Linked DNA regions of Mus musculus: region 2 is linked to region 1. Evidence: chromatin contacts called from public promoter capture Hi-C data. All regions are on one chromosome and are shown on one strand. The core of a region is the stretch at or near the end of the contact, and the rest is flanking DNA. Distances in the headings are between cores, read along the strand shown.

Region 1 (5,505 bases), core at 1,720-4,219:
TTTTCCTAATGAACAAAGAAAAAACCCAAATATGTCAGTCTATATTTCTCACAACAAATTGATTAGATTGAGAGGCCTAGAGGATTACCCTGAAGGTGAGTATGACAGGAAAGACTCACCCTTAACAAGACGATCGTGATTTTCCATTGGTGGGGTCAGGGGGGTGGAATGAAAGCAAAAAGACAGTGGTGTGAATTTCTCTCCCTTTTCCCCACTCCTTGCCACCACGGTGTGCACTCCTCTGATGAACATCATTCTCCCTATAATGATACACTAAAATATTTACAACTGGGAACCAAAATAAATCCTTTCTCCCTTAGAGTTGTTCCTGTCAGGTGTTTTATAACATGCACAGTGTAAGATTGTACCTTTTGTTACTGGTGGACAGAATCTGGCCAAAGGGTTTCCAGGTCCCAGGTCTCTTAATCAAATCATTGAAAAGAAGGGCACAGATTTGCTAAAGACGCAAGATGAATTTTGTTCAAAGCAAAACAATAACGTAGGTTATAGAGGAATACATTGTCGAGGTTGACAGGAAGCCACATGAGTTAGAACATTCAAGGGCCCCGTTGTAGTGTGGGGCTTACTTTTATAGGACTTAAGGGGTTACTATGGGACATCGTTTAGGTAATTCACTTTCTTTGACTGACAGATCAGGCCATACATTTGTTTTCCCTAATGCACATATGCCTTCCCATAATGCATCCAATTTTAATAATATATATGCCCATTTATGGAAGCTATATAATGGTAAATAAGGGATTATTGATAAAACCTTACTACAGGACAAATGTTTGCCTTACTACACATGTACCCAAGACAAGTCAAGCCAGACAGATCAACCCGCTATTCTCCATACCCAGACACCTTGGGAATTCATTGAACAGAAACAATGTAAAGGTGATCGTTACCAGGGGAGGGACGGGAAAACACACTGTTCTTTGTTTGGATATGAGAGTCTGTGCACCATGACACAGAAGCAAAGCCTCAGGTGAGGGATTGAACGGGATCTGGGATCTCTAGCTCCCTTGTATCAGGAGGGCTGTGTGTATACTGCACACAGGTGAAAGGAATAAGATGAAAAGTGTATTATTACACCATGGGGAAGTGTGCTTAACCAAAACCAAACAGGGGCCCCGAGTTATTAAAATGTTCCCTATGTTATCTGCCTGAGTTCCAGAGAATGAGGCCCAGCAGTAATCACGTGACAATTTCATTCCATCACTTTTCCCTTTGTGTATGGCATATATAGCATATATACACGTGTGTATATGTAGCCTTTAAAGAACTACTAAGATAGCCTTTTAAATCTGCTTTATTAGGTTCACAATATATACTGAGCATCTTCCCATGCAATAGATAAATTCTGCTAACAAAAAAAGAAATGTAAGACTGAGTCGAAAACACAAGTTTCAATTAGAAGCTGGCAGAAGTTGGAGCCCCATGGGGAAACAAGTGACACCAGAAATATTACAACAGTACATCACAAACATGTAAGTTTTGAAAGCAGGGGTCCCCATGTCATCTTCAGAGAAAAGCTCAGGACTCAGGGCATAAGGCAAAACTCATCATGGTGGTCATGATGAGGCGGGTCAGTGCTAACCGCCCGCAGGCTGTGGCTCAGCTGCCTTTCCCTCAGCTTCTCCATGAGCTGTCTCACATCATCCCCAAACCTCTGTACGTTCTCCTCTCTCATCCTTCCCTGGGGCTCCCCAACCCTATGCATCAGGTCCCATCTGTAGTGCACGATGGGCTGCCGAACCCGGAACCGCCTGCGACCTCCTCTAGGCACGTAGTAGTCTCCAGCTTCGAAAGGCAGGGCCACAATCGGATCCCTTTTGCTAGCATCCTGTGGCTTTTCTTCCTTTTCCTCCTTTTCCTGATGGTCATTCTCCATGTTGAGATTTTTCACGCCTTGTTCCACTTTGGACTCCATTTCTCCTAGAAGACAAGAGAAATGTTCAAAGATTCAGCACCGAGGACAGAGGCCCATTTGCCACCATTCACAATCTTGGATGTCCATATGTTTGTTTTTCAAATTTTATTTTTTCTACCTGAAAGGCTCAACACGCCCTCTAGGGGGCCCCCAGTCCCAGACCCTCCCTCCCCACAACCCACCATTTTCCCTGCAGATCTGTTTCCAAAGCTTTTGCAGGCATCAAAATGGAGGATGGAACTGTGGGAATGGTGGGTGGTGGAAGGGGAGCTGGGAGGTAGAATGAGGGGTGTGGGATAGTAGGTGGGAAGGGATGGATGAGGGGGATATGAGGGGACTAACGCCCATCCATCCCCGTTCAGTCTCCCCACCCCACCCCCACCGCCACTGAACCAACCTGGGCCTATCCCTTGCGGCGTAGTCCTCCTGTCAATTCCCGCTGCCGCCTGGACTCTCGGTTTCCAGTCAATCTGCAGACAGGGTGGGATGGGAAGGACTGGGCGCCGAGCTCAGCACCGCACCCGCCTTCCTCGGACCCACCGCCCATCCCCCTACAGGGCCGCCCACGATCTCTAGCAGCCCCGTCCCCATCCCCGTCCCCATCCCCGTCCCCGTCCCCATCCCCGTCCCCGTCCCCGTCCCCGCTCTCCGGGGCTCGCTCTAGCGCTCTCCGCTGCGGGCCCGCCCAGCCGCCCCTCTCCCGGGACCCCCGCGCCGTCCCCGCCCCTGAGCCCGGGCGTCCCTTCCCGGGCGCAGCCGGGGTTCCCCGCGCGGTGCACAAAGCCGCGGTGCGCGCCCGCCCGTCGCGAGGCTGTCGCCCGCAGGGCCGCGGCGTGCAGGCCCCTTACCTGTCCCGCTCGCCTCGGGCCCGCTGCCAGCCCGCCGCGCGCAGAGGAGCTCCGAGCTGCTGGCCAGACGCTCGTGACGACTGCACCCAAGGCTGCGTCGCTCTGCAGCCCCGGGTCACGTGAGGGCCCTGCGTCACTGCCAAGCCCGCTCCCCCTGTTCGGGAGGCCGGTGCGACAGGAGGCCCCGCCCCCGCCTCCCCGCCGCCAGTGCTCACCTCGGGCCCCACCCGTCACTCATCCGGATCCTCACCAATCTGAGGAACCACAAGTGGCATCACCATCAGGAGGTTGGACATCTCCCTTCCCTGTTACCAGGGAGGGTCTGCACCATGCTCCTTGGTTCAGCAACACCACACCCTCATCCTGGAAGTCCGTTTTCTCTCTTTCCATCTGTATAAATCCCTTCTATTAATTTCTCTTTATTTTCTTTTTAAATGTTAATAGGTCTGAGCCAGAACTAGTGGCCCACTCTTGAAATCCTGGCTGGAGTAGGAAATTCACCATGGATTGGAACCCATATAGATTACACAGTGAGTTTCAAATCAGTTTGGGCCATAGAATGAGTCCCTATTTCAGAACAGTTTTTCACGGCTCAAATTTTGAAAAGTAGAAGATTTGTTTTGAACAAAATGTTTAAAACTGGCAAAGTAAAAACTAAACAAACAAACATGAAAAAAAATGTTCTCCTGTGCTCTGTGCTCGACTCAATAGATTTACTCTGATCATCAATAGTTTGTTTAAATTTTTTCCTGGAAAACGTTAAAAACAGGATCTCTTTGAAAAATGTGTGTATTTAAAATCAGTTTAATGAATCTTAAGAAACAAGTCCAGTTGTTAGAGCATAATAATTTGTTGTAAGCAATCTTTTCCCCTTTAGGAGCCAATACCAAGTATTAATAATTCTGTTCCGTCTTACCCTGTAATTACCATCAGTCTTTAACTGTAGAAAGACTTTTGTTAGCAACTGAAAGTTCCTGGCTATCACTGTGGATAGCTTTAAGGACCTAAGCAAAGGGAGAAAGCTTTGAGGGTTGACAGACCAAAGATGTTATCATCCCTGCTCTGAAAAAAAGTCAGAGTGGGAAGACTGTATGTTTAATATGAATATCGTGTCCTTGAGTAAAAGGCAAGCTGTTGAATGGTTCACTTGTGCATTTCTCATTCTCAAGTGCCGTGTATGTTAGTATGGTGAAATAAAATCAGAACTGGTACCTGTTTTTTTTTTTATAAAAGAGAGAGAGTGAGATTAGGAAGGCATTGGTTTCCTTAACACCAAATTCCAGAGGCCCTCATTTCCTCCATCCAGGTTCCTGTTGTATTCTTCAAAACCACATGGAGAAACCAATCACCGTTGCTTCCTCTTGTGCAATTCTTCCAGAACCCCCCCCCCCAGTTCTTTTTAGCATTGATTAGAGGTCTGCTCTCATATTAGAAGCCACAAAAATATCCTACATTTTTTAGATCCTATGTAAATTACAGAAGGGTCTCTTGGGTGGGGGGAAAGGGGGCTCCCAAGGCTCTTCTCTTTTCACCCAGTTCCAGTAGAATCCTGTCTGGGTTCTGGTTGTTAACTCTTTGTAGCATTCGGGCGAGGTGTGGCTTGCTGGGACCCTTTAGACCACTGAGACAGAAAGATCTAGGTGTGAATTTGTGGCCAGACTGGTAAACATAGCAAGTGCCAGGCCACCTGGGGCTACATAGTGAGATACTGTTATAAAAAAAAAAGCAAGAACAACAAACAAACACAGAGAGATCTCAAGTGAATGACAAAATGATGGGGCTCTTAAAAAACAACAACAAAGAAAACAAACAAACAAACAAACAAACAACAAAAAACAAGCCCAAACTTAACACATGGTAAGAAATAATAAAAGAGTAAAGGGGAAATCAATAAAATAGAAACTAAAAGAACAATACATGCAATAAAAGATTTGTTTTTTCAAGACGATTAATGATACTCACAAAATCTTAGCCAAACTAGCAAAAGAGAGAGAAAACCCAAGTCAATAAAATCAGAGATGAAAGTGGAGTTGTAAACAGAATTCAATTATGGAACACTTTGAAAAGTTTTGTCCACTGAAGGAGTTGAAGGGATTTGCAACCCCATAGGAAGGACAACTATCAGCCAACCAGACGCCCCAGAGCTCCCTGGGACTAAACCACCAATCAAAGAGTACTCATAGAAGCAGGGGGAGGGGTATGGGATAGGGGATTTCTGGGGGAAAACTGGGAAGGGGGATAACTTTTGAAATGTAAATAAATAAAATAACCAGTAAAAAATCTGAAAAAGTTTTATCCTAAAAAGATGGAAAGCCCTAGAAACAATAAATAAATTCTCAACTTCTATGTTCTACTGAAATTAAATCTGGAAGATGATATAAAAAATTAAGAAGACACACAAAAAAGCAATGAGATTGACACCGTATTTCACAAAAGTTTCTCCACAAGGCAAAGCTTTGACTTTTGAATTCTATCAAGCATTAAAGGAAGACCTAACACACTGCAACACTTCTGAAACTGTTCCACAAAGTAAAAACAGAAGGAACACGAGAAAGCTAATTCTATGAAGCCAATTAGTATTATGACAACAAATCTGGATAAAAGACATAACAGAAAAAGAAAGCTACAAGCCAATTTCCCTGGTGAAAATACAAGCAAAATTTCTCATCCAACATGATTGGGTGCATTCACGTGTAAGGGCTGAACAGTTACTGGCTTCTG
Region 2 (5,505 bases), core at 1,303-3,802, 220 kb after region 1:
TAATAAAAACTTTAAGCAAAGTGGAAGAATATAAATATACTTTAAAAATATGGGTACCCATCTTTTGAGAAATAAAAGCAAAAATTAACAAATAGGATCTCATGAAATTAAAAAATTAAGGAAACTGCTATTCAAGAACAAGGAGAAATTCTTTATAGTCTTATATGAACAACAGAAGACTACCATCTAGGTTATACAAAGAATTCAAGGAACCAAACTAAAGAAAACAACCTAATAAAAATGGGTTATAGAAGATTAACATCTAGAATATACAAAGAATTCAAGAAGTCAAACATCAAGAAAACAAGAAACCCAATTAAAATGGTTTATAGAACTGAACAAATCATTCTCAAAAGAGAAATACAAATGATATAAACATTTCAAAAATTAACCAAATCATTCGACTTCAGAAATGTTTAAACTTATATTCCTCAGAGCCCTACTCAGAATGGCTTTTATCAATAAAACCAAATGATAACAAATGTAAGCAAGAGTGTGTTGCTGGACGTGGTGGCACACGCCTTTAATCCCAGCATTTGGGAGGTAGAGGCAGGTGGATTTCTGAGTTCGAGGCCAGTCTTGTCTACAGAGTGAGTTCCAGGACAGCCAGGGTTACACAGAGAAACCCTGTCTCGAACCCCCCTCCCCCAAAAAAGAGTGTGAGGAGATAAGGAACCTTTATCCACTGTTGTGAGTGTAAACTGATGAAATGGAAGTAAGTGTGAAATTTTTTTTAAAAGATCAAAAGTGGAACTATCATATGACCTCGCCATATATTCAAACTCTGTAACCTATCATGGGGATAACTGTCCATTTATTTTCTATTATATCTATTACAAAAAGGTGGTTCTTGAAACACTGTTTCCTGCTACCAGGATAGCCCTTGTTATTAAAGTTACTTTCCTTGTTCAGCCATTCACAGAAGAACTCTTTTATAAGACAGCAGATACCTGTGACCTTTGTGACTGCCTCAACTCAGCATTGCAGGTTGAGTGTCTGGAAAATTTTGGAAATATTAGTAGGAAGCCAACATGTTAGAAACTCTTAACCTTCTAAAGTATAAAGTCCCTGTAGTTTTCTTCTTTTGTGTCCTTAGGGGGTCTGTTAAAACATAATTATGAATGTGACCCAACCCCAAATTAGAAGCCTACTTAAAAATTTTACTGTTTATTAATGTTTCTTTGGAGCTTCATTGCACAGCTCTTGAGCATGAAATTTGTAGATGATAATGTAATGTTGCAATGTCAAAATTGGACACTCTTGGTTTAGATCTTAGATTTTGCACAGAATGAATTTTGCTATGTCATCTAAGCCTTTTGAAGAAAGAGATAGAAGTACTTTGGGAGACAGACACAAAAACAGGGAAACAGTTTTAAGTCTATTTAAAAGTCATCCTAGTACACACACACATGCATATGCACACACACACACACACACACACACACACACACACATACACACGCATATACGCACGCATATACACACATGCACATGCACACAATTTTCAGTATACCAAGTCAGGTAGATCATGACCAACTATGCAGACAGAGGGGCTATTGCATATTGGTTAGTGGATACCCTTCTATATGGGAGAAAATATCAGCAGTGGTAGGTAAAATTTTTTAAGATTAAGCCAATGTATGACTGAAGTGGTTAGATTTCTGACAACTAAATTAATCTACTGGAGCCCCAAAAGATATTGCTTGGTTTCCTTTTACTTATACTACTCTTCCATGGCCAAGATTTATTTTTGCTTTTTGTTTGTTTTGGACAGGGTACTTAAAATTTTAATATATTAAAATAATGAGCTCCATTATGACATATCCATATACACATCATAATGTGATCTTCTGCAAATCACTTTCTCTGCAGATTCCATTCTTTTTTTTCTAGCGATATTCCTATTTTTTATGTCCTTTTTGCCCAGATTCCATGTATAAGATTTAAAAAGAAAACACTTGTCACTGTCATTTTTAAACATATTTGTTCTATTTAATTATTTAGTATTTATTTAGGCAGTTACTTTAAAAAAAAACAAAACAAAATTTTTGATCACAGAAACATGCTTAATTTCACCAAATTGGACAGGCTTCTGCCAATTGCCTGCTTTCCTGCTTGGTTTCGTAAATGAGTTTGCTCTCTCAGGTGGGTTAAAGGGTGATGTTGTTTTGCTTTCAGAAAAATGAAAAGACAAGGAAGGGAGGGCTGTGAGGGAAGCATTTCCAGTCTGTTGAACATCCTGCGAATAGCGGTTGCCATAGAAACCTGACATCATTACGGTGACCTTGAGGACTTTTAAATGGAAACCAGCATGATCTATTACAGAGAGTAGGGGCCAGTCTCTAGGGATATGTTTTGTTCACATAACCTGGTCAGAGTTCTTTTAATTTCCTGAGTCCCATCCCACTTTCTCTCACTATGCTTTCTCAGGTAGCCTGAAGGTGAAGGCATTTTATATTCAGAGAAAGTCTAGGGCACAAGAGAGGATGAGCGGGGGCGTCTCTATACAGCAGCCTGTGGATGGCGGTTGCTATAGAAACCTGACGTCATTAAGGCTAGCAGGATAGCTTTTGTGTGTGTGTGTGTGTGTGTGTGTGTGTGTGTGTGTGTGTGCAGCACTAGGTGATCTGGCAAGAAGAGCCGGAAGTTCCCTGCCCCCAAGTATTTGGACTGAGCTGAGAATGTGATTGTTTTATGGTGGGGAGGGGGTGACCTTCAATAATTACAGACCCAAGTCCTTTGGTACTGCACGATCTCTTGTAGGAGAAAGATGTGGATTCCTCCTGGTTACACAGAGTGAGTGAACTGTCCTGGTTCAGGGTGCCCAGGAGCCATTTTTCTATGAAAATGTGGGGTGTTCATGGAGAATAAAATAGGCACCTGGGCCTGCTCTCTGCCCAATTCTCCCTTTGTGAAAAGGAGACAAGAATGCTCATCCACCGGATCTCTGAGATCTTCAGTGGTAATATCCACTTAAACCATCATCAGTGATTTAGATGACTGTCTTGACTGTTAAAAGATGCATTTGTTTTGATGGTCTTGCTAAGAATCTGATTTTAACACAGACATTTCTTGATTTTAAGAGACCTTGTTCACTACATTGTTGACCATTTCATATCTGCTTTAAAAAATTCTGAATGATTACAGTTAAAAAATATGATGTATATTGAGCATGTACGTATAATGAGTGGGTGAAGGCCAGAAAAGGGTGTTACATCGCCTGGAACTAGATATACTGACCTTTGTGGCTCACCAAGTAGGTGCTGCAAACCCTGGCCAGGTCTTCTGTGAGAGCAACAAGTCCTCTTAATCACTGGGCCAACTCTGAAGTTCAACCTGCCAACCTTGAAAAAAACATTTATCATTTTCTTCTTTGCTCCATAATGACAATAGACACCTTGTAATCAAGTAGGCCTAAGTTTCATTATTATTTACCAACCCATAAGGTTTCATTTTTAAGTTAGTCAGGTTCTCTGTCCCACCTACTGCCTATCCTGTCTTCAGGCAAACATAGCAATCTAACATTATAGAAGATTTGTATATCTTGGAAATGTATTTAGATAGAATCAGAATTTAGAGATATCATGCTTCTTTCATTCATTTTGTATGTGTGTTTAAATTGCTCTATTTTGTTGCATATATTTTTTTAATTTGTAATACTAAATAGTATAGCAATATATGGCTTCACGAAAAATTTTAAAGATTTATTTTTATTTTATGTGTGTATGTGTTTGCCTCCCTATAAGTTTGAACACCACATGCATGACTGGTGGTGCCCATGGAGAGGGTGTTGGGTTCCCTGGAGCTGGAGTTACAGACAAGTTGTGAGCTCTCATGTGGTCTTTGAAAATTGAACTCAGGTCTTCTGGAAGAACAATCAATGATATTGGCTACTGAGCAACCTCTTCAGCCACACAGATTTTAATTTATTTACCTGTTGGCTATTGTTTAGGTTGCTTTCAATTTCAATCTCTTTAACATAGAGCTGATATGAACTTATACAAATAAGCCTTTTTAAGGAAATGTTTTCTTTCTCCCGGGTAAAAGCCTAAGAATGGAATGACTTGAGGATTATTTACATTTTTAGAAACTGAGATTTTTTTCCAAAGAAATTGTCATGTTTGTCATGGCCACCAGAAGTGGGTATGAGAGTTTCATCCTCCACAAACTTGCCAGGACTTGGTATGACAAGCCTTCAATTGTGGTTATTCTCATGGGAGTGTTGACATTCCCATTAGAGTTATCTGTTTCTCTTTCTTCAGGATCAAGGATGTTGATTTTGTATGTTTCTCTTAGTGGGGCATCTATTAAAACTTCTGGTGTATTTATTGATCGAACTGTCTATTTTCTTAATGGCTTTTGTGAGACTTTCTGGGGGAAACAAGAAGTCCTTTAATCTGATGCATGATTTTCAAACATTTATTTTCCCAGACAGGGGCTTATCTTTATTGTTTTCTACCATATACTTGAAAGAGTGTATGCCTTTTACTTTACAGAAGTCCTAGCACTTTAGTTCTTGGGGGAAGAAAAGGGGATTTGTTATATCCAAGGATGTTGCTCCTAATCCATGGTCCTGAACATTGATTGTTTTCTGCTGCAAGACTCGCATTTGGGTTGGTTTTTTTTATCAATTATTTTTTAGATTTATTTTCATTTTTCACTGTGTATATGCTTGTGTGTTTATGTATAGGCTATGTGTATATGGAGACTGGAAGAGATTGTCCATCCTTCTGAACTTGGATCCTCTGTAACAGCAAAGTGCACTCCTAAACTCTGAGATGTCTCTCTAACCCCATTAGACCAATTGTTCATTTTGAGTTGATTTTTGTATCCTACCACTTAGGATGTATCTATGTTTATATTTGTGCATGTAGATATCCACTTGTCCTGAGATAAGATGGAAATAGGGGCCATCGAAGGGGACATGGGTGGCAAAGAGACCCTCATCCTGTGATCTAGTTTGATTTTTTTTTTTTGCTAACTGACAGGAAACCTTAACCCAAACTCATAAAAGCCAAACTATCCTGCTGATATTATGTAACAATTCTTAAAGACTTCTCAAAGTTTTTTTTAAATAAGTGAATAACCCAGTGTCTGAAGATTACTCATTATTTAATAGTATTTGTTGTCTACCAGAATATGGGGAATACATCAGCATATTATCTCAGCAATGATTTGTCCCATTCATTGTCCAGGCACTACATAGTAATTGGCAAATTTTTGCTAATTATTTCATATTTCCTGGTGCCATTTTAAGTGACAGGTATTTTAAATTACACTTCCCACATATTTTACTGTAGTCAACTGTCTTCAGGTAAATCTTAATAGAGGCTATTAAAGACTCGTTTAGGTTGAAATGTTAGGTTACTTGCTCTATGATCAAACAAGCCCTTGATGCTAACATATATCTGTGTCTCAGTTCCAGCATTTGAAGTTGCTGGGAATGGAGTGAATTATAAGTAAATAAACAAATGTCCAAGGCCCAGTTTTGTGGAAGACTTCTAT

What was found. Promoter capture Hi-C pulls out the DNA fragments that hold promoters and counts their contacts.
Region 2: a contact with region 1 is called in a promoter capture Hi-C map of second pharyngeal arch cranial neural crest. The contact joins the enhancer-like site here to the promoter of Bex2 in region 1. A contact is called at or near these places in 3 of 39 promoter capture datasets (cranial neural crest, frontonasal cranial neural crest and second pharyngeal arch cranial neural crest), 1 of 484 Hi-C or Micro-C datasets (embryonic stem cells), 2 of 115 datasets of contacts at active chromatin or transcription factors (epiblast stem cells and stem cell-derived neural progenitor cells) and 1 of 9 other capture datasets (adipose tissue).

Annotation. Positions count from the first base shown.
Region 1 is chrX:136,065,267-136,070,771 of GRCm38.p6, forward strand. It overlaps Bex2 (brain expressed X-linked 2), which reads right to left and starts at 2,970. Exons shown (of 3, transcript NM_009749.2): 1 at 2,785-2,970; 2 at 2,334-2,406; 3 at 1,299-1,941. The coding sequence starts at 1,936. The coding sequence ends at 1,547.
Region 2 is chrX:136,288,634-136,294,138 of GRCm38.p6, forward strand. No RefSeq gene overlaps it. Among named protein-coding and RNA genes, the nearest start is that of Bex3, 21 kb to the left of the region's middle. Within about 2 kb of position 2,553, at least 55 of the 459 cell types and tissues checked have an H3K27ac peak or open chromatin away from gene starts, as enhancers often do. A contact at or near this core is called in embryonic stem cells and second pharyngeal arch cranial neural crest, where this site is marked.